3 separate regions of the Mus musculus genome follow, and all the other regions are linked to region 1. A link is a contact called in public Hi-C and HiChIP or PLAC-seq data. All regions are on one chromosome and are shown on one strand. The core of a region is the stretch at or near the end of the contact, and the rest is flanking DNA. Distances in the headings are between cores, read along the strand shown.

Region 1 (4,580 bases), core at 945-3,444:
TTATTTTATATGAGTGAGTGTTTTGCCTGCATGCATGTCTAGGCACCAAGAGTATACAACACCTGCGGAAGATGGTGTTGCTGGGCTAGGGAATTTCTAGTAAAGTAGAAATACAAGGCCCCAAGGAAAGACCTCAGGGGACTGAAGACATGGCTCAGCAGTTAAGACCACACAGTGCTCTTACAGGGGACCTGAATTTGTTCCCAGCACTCATGTCAGACAGCTTACAACCACCTGCAATTTGAGCTTTAGGGAATCCAATGATCTTGTCTCATCTCTGTAGGTCCTGCACCCACCCTCGGACACACAAATGTACATACATTTTAAAAACTGAGCCAGGCGGTGGTGGCACATACCTTTAGTCCCAGCAATCGAGAGGCAGAAGCAGACCAAGCTCTGGGAATTAGAGACCAGCCTGGTCTCCGTAGTGAGATCCAGGATAGCCAGAGCTATGTAATAAGATGGGTCTTATAAATAGATGAATGGATGGATAGATAGATAGATAGATAGATAGATAGATAGATAGAGGGGCCATAGAAATGGTTTAGTGATTAAGAGCACCAGATACTCTTTCAGAAAACTTGGGTTCAAGTGTCAGCACCCACATGGAGGCTCACAATTCTGTTTAACTCCAGTTGCAAGGGATCTAGTGCCCTCTTCTGTCCTCCAAGGGCCCTTGGCACACACCACCTGGTGCAAGACATAAATGCAAGCAAAGAGGCAGAGGGATTTCTCAGTTAGAGGCCAGCCTGGTCTACAAAGTGAGTTCCAGGACAGCCAGGGCTATACAGAGAAACCCTGTCTTGAAAAACCAATAAATACATACATACATACATACATACATACATACATACATACATACATAAATGCAAGCAAAACATCTATACCTATAAAATTGAAAATACAACAAAAGTACATTTAAATGTAGGTTATGTCTTTTAAAAATAGGGATGGAACTGGGCAGTGATCACACATGCCTTTAATCCCCACACTCAGGAGACAGGTGGATATCTGAGTTTAAGGACAGCCTGGTCTACAGAGTGAGTTCTCAGACAGCCAAGGCTACACAGAGAAATGTCTCAAAAAGGGGCAAGGCAGGTATTGGGATATGCCTCAGCAATAGAATGCCTACCTAGCTCTCATGAGACCCTTGCTTTAGTCACCACTACCACCAAACAAATAAAAAATTTTGAGACAGCATCTCACTATTTAGACCTGGATGATCTGGAACTCACTATGTAGACCAAACTGGACTTGAACTCTTAGAGACCCAGAGTCAGGGTGTGTGTGGTGGTGGTGGGATGGCGGGGCTTTAAAGGTGTGTGCCACTACTCCAGGCAAATTTAAAATCTTAAAACAAAGAAACTCCAGTCGGGGCATCACTACCTCCTGTCCCAGGCCACTCTTTTCACATCAGCCTCAACTCTCTGTCCAGCAGCAATCTCTAGCTCCGCGGCTAGATTAGCCCTGAGCCTGCAATAGCTCTTGCTAGCGTCGCCCTCTTCTGTTTGCTAGTGGGAACTGCATCCATAAAGTGTCCAACAAGGTTTGATAGAAAATTTGAAAATCTCAAACAACACTGGAAGGAGAGGCACCGGGCGTTAGAACAGGTTGCTAAGGCACCTACAAATTGACTGCGCATGTAGAGAACTACGGGTGGGTTTCTTTTTACATTTGCAAAATATTAACAGTTGTGGAATACTGGAGATCTGAATCTGTCCTGCCCCGGGTTCGCGCTGACCGGCAGGATAACTAGACGAGGTCCAGTGCACCTTAGGAGCCTGCGGAGAGAGCAGCAAGTGTAGCCGAGTTGTGACATAGTCTGAGAAGGCCACTCTGGGGCAGGAGTATGAGGTCCCAGGAGACTGAATGGCAAGAAGGGCCTGTCCATTCCTGGTGGGGAGCTGTGGACCTAGGCTCAAGAACACCCCTTAGTGGAGGTGAGCGTTCCTGCAGCTTGGCCCACTTGCGCGCGCGCGAGCGCGCGTGCGTGTGTGTGTGTGTGTGTGTGTGTGTGTGTGTGTGTGTGTGTGTGGTGTGCATGCCATGACACGCATGTAGAGGTCAGAAAACAACCTACTGCAGTTTTCTTCTTTCACCTTGTGATTTCTGGGAACTGAACCCGGTCTTAGCTGCAAGCCCCTTCACGTGCGGAGGCACTTCACTGCTCCCCGGCACACAACGACACCACCTCTGCTTGGTCTTGTGGAAATACTGCCACCCTGAGGACCTAGCTTCAAAGAGTCCTCCCAGGCCGGTCCTGATGTAGTCTGTCTGAGGATAAGTGTGCGCCTTAGTGGCGGAAAGGAAAGAGGAACTGTTTGAGCCACTAGGAGGGCTGTAAAATTACGTATCGGCCCAGCAGCTCCACCCCTTAAAAGACGGAGACCCTGCCCACATGCTGGAGATGGATGGAGAGCCCCACCTATAGATTCACTTCAGGACCCGAAGCTCCGCCCACACTCTCACCTTTGCCTCATCTAGACACTAGATGGCCTTGCCAACATTCTCCTAATGGATTTGATAGGCCTGCTTGCAATATTGTCAAAAACATGGCTTACTTACATACAGGGAAACTCCGCCCACAGGGATACTTTGGCATGGATGGCCCCGCCCACATGCTCACCTAGGAAAAGCCACTGAAAGCAAACTGGGCCAGCTAACCTTACTCTGAAACACCAGCACCCATAAAGTTCTTGACTACAGTTCCTGAAGATGTGAAGTCCACGTTCTGACCTCTGCCAGCACACCAGGCACGCACGCTATGCACATCACATATATACAGGCAACACTCACATAAATGAAACCAAATTAATCTTTTAAAAAAGGGAGAAAACCCTGGCCTCACACGAGGCCCATTCACCAAGCCCCCTGCTTCTTCACCCCTTCAAGCCATCTCCCCGAAATTCCCCAGGGAGAATGAAAGCTCCGCAGCGAAAGAGACTGCGATTTCGCTAGGGGAAAAAGGAGCCCAGGGGGACGAAGAAGGGGGTTAGAGTGGGCCAAGGAATTCAGGGATCTAGTCTGGGACCAGGACGTTCCCTTGACTAGGCAACCAGGCAGCCCCCAGGCTGGGTTACACTGGATCTGGCCGAGACCGGAAGAAAGATCTCTTGGGCAGGGCCTGTTTACGACTTAGTGAAACCTAGCCCTGGGGAGAGAGAAGTTTCTCCCGAGGGGGAGGGGGAGGCAGGTGTGACTCACCCCTCCCTCACCTGATCTATGACACCTAAGAGCCTACCTGGGAATTACCCCAGAGTAGCGCACCAACCAGGTTTGACTGAGAGAAAAACCGATTCCACCCTGACCTGGCCGCTCTCACCTCGCACCTTCCCAATGTACCCCCCCACGGGAGAGTCAGGTCACACCCAGAACTATGGACTTTCTGGGTGAGAATACAACACCCTGTCACGCAAGAACAAGGCCCATCTGCTTTAGACTCAGTTTGCACAGGGCACAAGCAGGAGGAAGGCAACATACAGTAGGCACACGCAGTGTAAGCACACAGTGGGGCAGGCAGCATGCAGGAGGTTCAGTATTCAGAAGACACGCGCAAGGGTCAGGGAATGTGCAGGAAGTGCAAGGGTCAGGGAATGTGCAGGAAGTGCAATCGGCGGGAGGTCTAGGTGCTCACTACCCTGCTGTAAAGGACAGACACCAGGAAACTTAACAAAAACCCGGCTTCCACACTAGGCCCACTCACTAACTCACGCCCGTCTGCCCCAACCTGTTTTACTTCTCAAATAGCCCTAAGAGGTCCAGGAAGCTGGAAGGAGAAACCTGAGCCCTAGGGCAGCAGAGAGAGAGGGAACCATCAACTGATTAGAGCCAGGTAGACCCTCTCCAAGAACCCTAAGAGGAAAGCCACGGCCGACCGCAGAAGTCTCCGTGACACCCGTGATAATCCAGAGGGTGAAATATCACACGATGCCCCTGGATCTGCCCTCGGGCTTTGCCCTTTGCTGATGGTTGGGGTCCTTTGAGTTTTGTTGCCGGTTTAGTTTGGTTTGGGTTTTTTCATGGCAGGTGTGTAACCCTGGCCATCCTGGAACTTGCTCTGTAGACCAGGCTGGCCTCAAACTTAGAGACTGGCCTGTCTCTGCTGGGATTAAAAAACTAAGTCACCACTGCCCAGCCGTTTGTTGTTTGTTTGTTTGTTTGTTTGTTTGTTAATGCTGGGGTTTGAACCCTGAACCCAGAGCTTCTCACCTGTTGGCCAAGAGCTCTAACTCTCAGCTCCACTCCAGCAACGTGCACAACTTGTGTGTGTGTGTGTGGTCAGATTCAAAAGTAATAATAAAAAATAAGAATCAGCCAAGCTTAATGGCACACACCTTTGATCCCAGCACTTGGGAGGTGGATCTCTGTGCTCCTAAGCCAGTGTGGTCTACATAGAGTGTTCCAAGACAGCCAGGGCTATGTAGAGAGGCTCTGCTTCAAAAACCAAACCAAACCAAAATGGAATAGTAAAAATGAAGGGGGCTAAGGATGTGTCTGCACACAGGAGACCCTGGCTCTCACTCCCAGCAGTGCTGACTGTGGTGTGGCACACCTGCAATCCCAGCAGCCAACAGATAGGG
Region 2 (4,580 bases), core at 1,050-3,549, 430 kb before region 1:
GCCCTGCATGAGGATTGTGGCGGTTTAAATAAGAATAGCCCCATTGGGCTGGTGAGATGGCTCAGGGGTCAAGAGTGCCAACTGCTCTTCCAAAGGTCCTGAGTTCAAATCCCAGCAACCACATGGTGGCTCACAACCATCCGTAACAAAATCTGATGCTCTCTTCTGGAGTGTCTGAAGATAGCTACAGTGTGCTTACATATAATAAATAAATATTAAAAACAAACAAACAAAAAAACAAAAAAAGAATGGCCCCATAACTCATATATTCAAATGCTTAGTTACCTGGGAGTGGCCCTATTTGAGAAGGATTAGAAGGATTAGGAGGTGTGGACCTGTTAAAGGAAGTGTGTCACTGGGGTGAAGTAGAAACTTAAGGGCTCTTTGGAAAGTCAGTTATGTTGGATGGTGTTTTACTGGGACAATCACGTGAAGGGGTGTTTTCCTGAAGTGGACACAGGTGGAAAGTTAAGGCAGACTCGGGAAGGAATGTTTGGCTGAAGCAGACACAGAAAAAAAATGTTCTGCTAAAGCAAACACATGAAAAGACATGTGATGAGAGATTCTTCGCTAAAGACACACATGTATTGGTCTGCCTTACATTGCATAGTTGAGCTCCATTTACTGGGATGCCAAAGAGAGAAACGCACCAAAAAACTTCTGGTGGTATGCTGCAGTTTCTTGCTGCTCCCTCGAACTTGGGCTGATTGACAGAGTGGTGTCAGCTGAGACAGACACACATGCTAAGGCAAAGACACACGCTGAGACAAGACCCGTAGAAGACACGTGATGTTTAGATGTGAGTACCCGGTAGACAGTAATCGAGGCATATCAGCTTGCTTATCAAGTTCGCCGCTGTGCAATGCTTGTGGGTCTCACATCTTCCCTGATCTTCGATTTGCTGGGAGACGCACAGCAGAGAACTTTCCCTGGCATTCCTCCCTAATTCTAATTCCTGCTGACCTGTGCTGAGGCTGAGGCCTGTCTCTGCTAGGGCGTGCCACCACTGCTAACCCACGTTTGCTAACCTGACTACGGAACTGGACTGCTGATATAGCCGTAAAGTATTTGTGAGTGGATCAAGCTGCCGCTGCTGACCTATGAACGGAACTGGTGACTTTCACACAACACAGACGGAAGTCGCTCCAAAGAACCTTTCTAAACAGGTCCACTTCCCCGGTATCCATTCTTTTCCACTACCTCTAGTGGGCTAAAAGAGAGGTTACACCGTTTAAGGACCATCATTAAAAATAAGGTTTAAAAAAATTAAAGTTATACTGGAGAATGGGCTTTGAGATTTCAAAAGCCTGTACCAGACTCTCTCTCCCTCCCCTCCCTTCCCCTGCCATGCCTCCCTCCATGATGATAATGGACTAAACCTCTGAAACTGTAGGCCAGCCCCCAGTTAAATGTTTTCTTTTTTAGGAGTCAGGGTGTTTCTTCACAGCAATACAATAGTGACCAGGGCAATGATACATGCATTTAAGCCCAGTGCCGGAAAGGCGGAGACAGGGGGATTCCCTGGAGCTCCCTGGCCAGCCAACGTAGCCTACTTGGCGATCCTCAGGGCAGTGAAAAAACATGCACACATAGGTGCATACGTGTGCACTGGGACTACACACACATACATGCACATGCGTGTGTGCACACAGATGCAGGCATGTGCACACACTTACACACACACATAACGTGAACAGAAGAAAGGAAAGAGAAAGTGAAGGATGGAGAGAGGGGAGTAGTAAGAAAGGAAGGGAAATGACAAAGGGAGGGAAGAGAGAGAAGAAAAGGAAGGTACTGAGGGCTGGTGATATGGTTTAGAAAGTAAAGGAGCTTGCTGCCAAGCCTGAGGACCTGAGTTCAATCCCCAGGCCCCAAATGGTAAGAGAGACCAACCCCAGCAAACAGCCCTCCACATGTGCATGCAGCACGCATATGCTCCCTCTCAAAGACAGCGAGTAATAGTTTTTAGAAAGAACACATACTTATAGAACCAGGAGCTGAGAAGATAAAATTAATTTCCCAGATTCCATCCCAGTCTCAGTGTTGCAGCCATGACTGAACTGGTCCCAGGGTTGGTTGCCTCTTCCTTACCTCCTAGCCTGGTGGCCCTGCCCTAAAACAACATTTCCAAGACCCTGACCTCTGGGGAACAGCGCCTGCTTGCTTCAACTAACAAAGGAACACATGGAGCAGGCAGGAAAGAACCAAGCCAGCATTCAGCCAGTCCCTGCTACCCCAGCCAGGGACTGGAGGGGACCGGAAAGGGGAGGGGGAGGGGAGAATGGTAGCAGGAAGAGGGGAGGAGGCAGAGGGCTGAGCTGGCCCTCTGTGACTCAGCCGGGCTCTGGGACAGAGAATTGGTTGGGGGTGGGGTGGGGGAGGACTTGGGAAAGCTGTGACATGTCCATACACTGGCCTCTGGCCACAGTGCAGCTGATGGCTGAGGCCATGAAGTGAGAGCCTGCAGTCTGAAGCCAGTTTCACTCCAAGAGGCCTTAGGATATGAAGCCATGTGACAGTCCTTGGGGTTCTCACCTATCTGGGATACAGGTAGCACAGGCATGGTCAGCACACAGTGATTCCAGCACGAGAGGCAGAGGAAGAAAGACTTCAAGTTCCAGGTGGACAAAATGGCCTAGCAAGTTTAGACAATTGCCACCAAACCTGACGGCCTAAGTTGGATCCTCAGGGCTCAGGTGGTAGAAGGGCAAAACTGATACATACATACACATGCTAAAATGTAATAAAATAATAAACCAAGCTTGGAGTATAGCTGGGTCAGGAGAGGGCTTGCCTAGTATGCATGAAGCCCTGGGTTCGATCCCCTGCCCTCCTAAACCAGGGTGGGCACACCTGTGATCCCAAAAGTAGGGAGGTGGGGTGGGAGGATCAGAAGTTCAGGGTTATCCTCAGCTACATAGTGAGTCTGAGGTCAGCCTGGGCTATAAAAACAATTTTAATCTCAGTGCTCAGGAGGCAGGGGGCTGGGGTCCTGGTGCCTGAATTGGGAAGCTTGTAAAACCAGGAGTATCCCAGATACTTGACAGAGGTCAGGAGGCCCATGTTACAACTCTCTGGTGACACTGTTCACACAAGCATTGTCTGGGAACTTGGGTCTAACAGAAGCAACAGGCCCCTGTGTGCTGTCCTCAATCGCCACTTACTGGGAAGAAACCCGAGCTCTGTTGCAGGGTTTCCATTTCAGCTGCCTGGGGGTGACCCGCTCACCACAGGACAGTAGGAGACAGGGCCCAGGATTCTGGCCCAGTGAATGCGGTAGTGGCCTAGAGAGGGGAACAGTGCCAAGTAGAGCAAGAGAAAGCCCAAGTCCTATGAGGTAATATGGCCCCGGGGCAGGGAAGAGGGCAGCAGGATGTAGGCACCATGGCCCAGAACTCCAGCCAAGCCGCTGGCCCTGGCTCATTCACTGGGCACTTCTACCAGGAGATGGTCCCTCGATAAGGGTGACACTAGACACTAGACTGACACTAGACATGCCCAGCCTCTTTAAAAAATATATATGTATATGTATGTATATGTATGTATATATGTATATATATGTATGCATACACATACATATGTGTATATATAGGGGGGAGGGATATATGCATGCCCTATGCACGAAGGGTTCCAACTTGGCAGCAACTTGGGGGGTGGGGTCATCTGGTCATTTCTCTCCTTCCAGAAGAAGTCTTCAGGGCTCGAACTCAGGTCTTCAGGCTTGGCAGCAAGCCCCTTTCCCTGCTGAGCCAGCTTGAGTCCCTTCTTTTCCATATTTGTTATATAGCCCAAGTTGGTCTCAGGCTTTCCATCCTCCTGCCTCTTTCTCCCCAGTGCTGAGATTAAGGGCCCAGGACACCATTCTAACTGCATTTGGCTGAGGATCAGGGAACACAGGCAGCTTGCCGTGGGTCACCGAGAGGTCACCCGATTCCATGACCTCCCAGCTGAAGACAAGCAAAGGCTGCGTCTGGGACGGTCCCTCCCTGTGAGTCTTGCCAACTTCCAGGCAAAAAACAAAGTCCAAGTTTTAAACCAGCTGTGCCTCAGGCTCGGGAGAATGGGAGAGATGGAGTCCATCTGCCTGGGTCCCTGTCCCCACCCTTCTCCCATCACTCTCCCCTGGTCACCAGGGTCAGCAGGATGCTGGGAACAGCCAGGCCCAAGCCTTACACAGCTGTGTAACTCCTGCCAAGCCCACGGTGAAACATGTGAAGAGTGTGACAGAACAGATAAGGAAACTGGTTGGGGTCTTCGGACCCCTTGACAGTGCCTAGAGGCCTGACCACCATGCGGAGAGGGACGGCAGCAGAGACCAGCGGGAGGCTCTGGGAGAGCCTCCAAGCCAAGGAGCAGCAGCAGCTAGTCCCTATGCAGACATGACTTCGGGGTGGGGGGATGGATGAAGCTGGGAAAAGCAAGCTGGGGGTGGGTGGCAGACCAGCAGCAAACAGCCCCCCTCTCCCAATCAACCGCCAGCTGTGGGGTTTATTTGGTTGGTTGTTTGCTTGCTTTTTGATTTGTGAGACAGTCTCTTTAGTTAGCCCTGGCTCTCCTGAAACTCATGGAGATAGGCTAGC
Region 3 (4,580 bases), core at 728-3,227, 390 kb after region 1:
GATTTTTTTGTTTTGTTTTGCTTTTGAGATAGTCTCATGAGGTCCAGGATGGCCTTGGGTGTGCTACATAGCCTGAGAATGAACTTGACTTCTGGCCTCCGGTCAGCATTTCCCAAGTTCTGGGATTATAGGTGTTCAACACTCTGTCCAGTTTACAACTTGACCTTGAGCATGAGTGTACACAAATAAGATAAAAGTTACACTGCGTGGTTAAGATCTGTTCACATGTTACACCTCGAATGAGAAAAATCAGAGTAAGCAGCGTATTTTATCATTGCTGTGTGTGTGACCCAAACTTAGAAAACGAGAAAAATCTAAATAAATAAAATACCTTTAAACTTCCGGGTTGAGGTATTCAGAAAGCTGCTCGTCATACAAAGCTTATACCTGCTTGTGCTCCGAGCTGGCGCACGGTCTCAGCCCTTCCCCCATCCTGGGCAAGGCCACACAATCTGCCTGTGTAGGTTATCGTAAGGGAACCCAACAGAGGCCGCCGCCTCAGTCTCGTGGTGTGTGACCCACTTCCCACCTGATTCTGGATGACCTTGGGACACAGGTGTTGCCGGGAAAGGGGAGGGGATGGGAGAAGGGGCAGACACCAGGCAGTGGCATCTATGTCCAGCTGGCTGCCCCGGGTCTCCGTGTCAGCTTCCCCATTCTGGGAGGAAGGAAAGGCTTCAGTGACCAGAGAGAGCTGCTTGTTTGAGGCCCTAGTGGGAGGCCTGCTGGACCACAAGAAATCAGGTAATGCGGTAGTGGGATGTGGGTCGAGTTGCTGCTATCTTGCTCAGTGGAGACTTTGTTTCTGTTTTGGAAGATGAACACCCAAGGCTCTTTTTATCTCAGACTCTGTGAGGACAGTGTTACCCTGGGACAAGGGACATTGCTCTTGTTGTTCAGGATGTAGCTACTGAGTAGATACTGACTTACCAAGCATGCTTAAGGCCCCCAAGGGGTCTATACCCAGAACTATTTAAATTGTGTATAGTGGAGCACACCTGCAATCCCAGCTACATACAGGGTTCAAGGCCACCACCGTCCACAGGACCCCTATCCCAAAAAGAAAAAGTAACAATCTGGCTTTAAGATTGCTTAGGCGGCAGGTTCCTGGTGCTCCCTGCCTTTAATCCCAGCACTTGACAGGAAGAGGCAGGCAGAGCTCTGTGAGTTGGAGACCGGCGTGGTCTACAGAGAGAGTTCCAGGACAGCCAGGGCTACACAGAGATTCCTTGTCTTGAAAACAAAAAAATAAACAAAAAGTGCCTGGCTTGAAGGTGTATATTACAGATTTCTGGGTCTCAAGAGAGAATCTTCCTTGAAGTTGAATCCCTGCCTGGAACTGGGGCTCTGGAATCTCTAGAATAGCAGTTCTCAACCTTCTAACACTACAGCCCTCAACACAGTTCCTCATGCTGTGTGACCCCCCCCAACCATAACAAAGTATTTTTGTTGGTACCTCATAACTAATTTTGCTACTGTTATAAACATCTGTATTTTCCCAGTGGTCTTAGGCAACCACCTTGAAAGGGTTGTCGGAACCTCAAAAGGGTTGCAATCCACACACTGAGAATCATTGCTTCAGGACAATTTCATGAGTGGCTGTTCATGCGCAAGGCTCTGGGTTCAATCCCCCCCAGATGCTGGGGTTACATGGGGGAAGGTCCTAGCTCAATGTGACGTTTGTGATGCTAGAGATTGAACCCAGGACCTCATGTATGGAGAAAAAACTCTGAATTAGACTTGCAGTTGATCTATATATCCAGACTCATAGTGGCCATTGTTTTCCACTTAAGTCCTTTTTTCCCAGACGGGGAAACTGAGGCTCAGAGTCATAGTAGGCGCTAGGATCAGAATCCAGGGCTGGCATCCTTTTCTCCCTAGGCTTTCAGCAGCCCTGGGGGAAGGGAAAATATGACAGAGGGAGGGGGCGGCAGGATAGAGGACTGACTGCCACCTGTGTTGCAGCTGAGCTGTGCGCATGGCGTGGCGGCTGACTGTGCCGGAACTCCAGGACCAGCTGCAGTGTCCCATTTGCCTGGAGGTCTTCAAAGAGCCTCTGATGCTACAGTGCGGCCACTCCTACTGCAAGGACTGCCTGGATAACTTGTCCCAACACCTGGACTCCGAGCTATGCTGTCCTGTGTGTCGTCAGTCAGTAGACTGCAGCAGCTCCCCGCCTAATGTCTCCCTGGCCCGGGTGATAGATGCTCTGAGGCTGCCGGGGGACATAGAGCCCACCGTCTGCGTGCACCACCGAAACCCTCTCAGCCTCTTCTGCGAGAAAGACCAGGAATTCATCTGTGGTCTCTGTGGCCTGCTGGGCTCCCACCAACACCACCGAGTCACACCAGTCTCCACCGTCTACAGCCGCATGAAGGTGCGAGGGGCGGGCGGGCCGCTAGCGGGAGGAGCAGAGCAAAGGGCGGCTCTCCTGAGTGCTGTCTTGCGCCTCCACGCGGTAGAGGAAGGCTACTGCACCAGGGCTCCATTTCTCCAACTCCATCTTGCGCACATACTCAAGTATGGCGCACATACTCAAGCATGCATTCATTCATTGGTTTTTAATACTTATTTGATTATTGACTGCTTGACTGTGCACGCGTGTACCACGGCATGCACGTAGAAGTCAGAGGACATTTTGTGGAAGTCAGTGCTCTTCTTCCACGTAGGGGTCTCTTCATTGGTTTTTGAAGAGTTGCTTATATACCAGGGTCCTGAGGATCGTAGCTGCAGGAATGACAGCGAGTCCCTTGCCAGACTTTTCCTATTCTTTTACCTTGTGTCTTTGGCTTGCTTTATTTTGTTTTGCTTGCTGTCCTACGGATGGAATCCAAGGCTTAGTTTATAGCTTAAGCAGCATTCTTCTACTAAGCAACATCCTAGGTTCAGTGGTATGGATTTTGATTGTGGTTTATTTGTAGCTCAGACTGGCCTTGAACTCACTATACAGCCACTGGCCTTGAACTCTAAATCTTCTTGTCTCATTCTCCACAGAGCTGAGATTATAGGCACGTACCACAATAGATTTCTTTCTTTTTATATTCTTTATTCATTTATGTGTAGACATACACATGGAGAACAATGTCAAGGAATCAGCTTTCTTATTCCACCACGATCAAACCCAGATCATCAGACTTGACCTGCTGAGCCACAACACTAGCCTTGCTTCTTCAGAGCTCCTAAGCCCATCTGGTCACAAGCATGAGGGTGGGGCCTTTGTTCCTTGCTGTATTTCAGCAGCTACAGCAGAGGTTCTTAACCTGTGGGGTGAGACCCTTTAGGGGCTAAACAACCCTTTCACAGGGATAGCATACCAAATATTAGATATCCCGCATATTAGATATTTATATTGTGATTCATAGTAGTAGCAAAATTAAAGTTATAACGTAGCAATGAAATAATTTTATGGCTGGAGCTCACTATAACATAAGGAACTGTATTAAAGGGTCACAGCATTAGGAAGGTTGAGAACCACTGGTCTACAGCTACAGTTGAAGTGGTAAATGTTCAAAATATAAGTGTTAAATTTGTGAATTCCTCAGCCCATGGACTTTTATCTCAGGTAAACAGATCGACATTTACTATTTAATTTTTTAAATGTTATATTTATGATGTTTATATATAATATATTTATTATATAAGGCTTGAGAGTCATGTTTACAAGGCTGGAGATATGGCTCAGATTCTAGCACTTGTCTAGAACCCCTCAGTGAAGGCCTGTGGGCATTGCCTCGAGGTAGAGCACCTTCCTATAATCCCACGATGAGGGGCTGGGGATGTGGCTCAGCAGCAAGTGGCAGACAGCTTGCCTAGCGTGAGCAAGGCCCTGGGTTTTATTCCAGCACCAGAAAGAAAAACAAAATGTATCTGTAATAGTTTGAAGGTGGGACTGGAAAGGGTTGGTTTGCTTGTTCTTTTTTTGGTGCATTTCTTTGTTCCTTCAACCTAGAGTATATAACACCAAGGATAACATCAGGGCTGGGCAGACCTGTGCCTTTCAATCACATGTATACAGTCGGTGTCTACTATGTGCAGGCATTGTGCTTGTGCCTGCTATAACAGTAGGCAAAGGTCTCACCAGGCCTGGAACACGCATCACTTGGGGTCTGCTGAGCTCTGTATGTTGGATGCCCAGGCTGAGTACCAGTTGCTGACAAGAAGCAGCCTGAAGAAGGAAGGGCTTACTGTGGCTCAAGGTTAGATGATGTACAGTCCATCTCAGCAGGGGAGGCATGGTGGCAGGAGCAGCTGGTCACGTGGCATCCACAGTCAGGCAGCAAGGAGAGATGGATGCTGGTGCTCACCTCAGTGTCTCCTTTTCCTCAGTCTAGGACCTCAGCCTGTGGCAAGGTGCCACTCACACTGGTTAGGTTTGTCTTCCTGGACTGAACCACTCTGGAAACACCTTTACAGACACACCAGAGTCCACACCATTTCTAAATCTAGTCAAACTGATTATTTTTTTTTAAAGATTTATTTATTTGTTATATGTAAGTACACTGTAGCTGTCCTCAGATACTCCAGAAGAGGGCATCAAATCTCATTGAGGATGGTTGTGAGCCGCCACGTGGTTGCTGGGA

The links. Hi-C and Micro-C count contacts between places; a contact is called where the count stands out from the background. HiChIP or PLAC-seq counts read pairs in DNA pulled down with a chosen protein or histone mark.
Region 2: a contact with region 1 is called in an H3K4me3 HiChIP or PLAC-seq map of craniofacial prominence, with 3 times the contacts expected there. The contact joins two enhancer-like sites. A contact is called at or near these places in 1 of 39 promoter capture datasets (liver) and 2 of 115 datasets of contacts at active chromatin or transcription factors (craniofacial prominence and pancreatic cancer cells).
Region 3: a Hi-C map of embryonic stem cells shows a contact between it and region 1, with 3 times the contacts expected there. The contact joins the promoter of Trim50 here to the enhancer-like site in region 1. A contact is called at or near these places in 3 of 39 promoter capture datasets (hippocampal neurons, liver and pre-B cells) and 1 of 484 Hi-C or Micro-C datasets (embryonic stem cells).

What each region holds. Positions count from the first base shown.
Region 1 is chr5:134,964,192-134,968,771 of GRCm38.p6, forward strand. No RefSeq gene overlaps it. Among named protein-coding and RNA genes, the nearest start is that of Cldn4, 20 kb to the left of the region's middle. Within about 2 kb of position 2,195, at least 146 of the 459 cell types and tissues checked have an H3K27ac peak or open chromatin away from gene starts, as enhancers often do. A contact at or near this core is called in craniofacial prominence, embryonic stem cells and liver, where this site is marked.
Region 2 is chr5:134,537,827-134,542,406 of GRCm38.p6, forward strand. The region is part of intron 1 of Clip2 (CAP-GLY domain containing linker protein 2); the gene reads right to left. Among named protein-coding and RNA genes, the nearest start is that of Clip2, 12 kb to the right of the region's middle. Within about 2 kb of position 2,300, at least 227 of the 459 cell types and tissues checked have an H3K27ac peak or open chromatin away from gene starts, as enhancers often do. A contact at or near this core is called in craniofacial prominence and liver, where this site is marked.
Region 3 is chr5:135,351,318-135,355,897 of GRCm38.p6, forward strand. Trim50 (tripartite motif-containing 50) reads left to right here and starts at 1,978. Exons shown (of 6, transcript NM_178240.3): 1 at 1,978-2,377. The coding sequence starts at 1,979. It also overlaps a transcript of Fkbp6 not described here.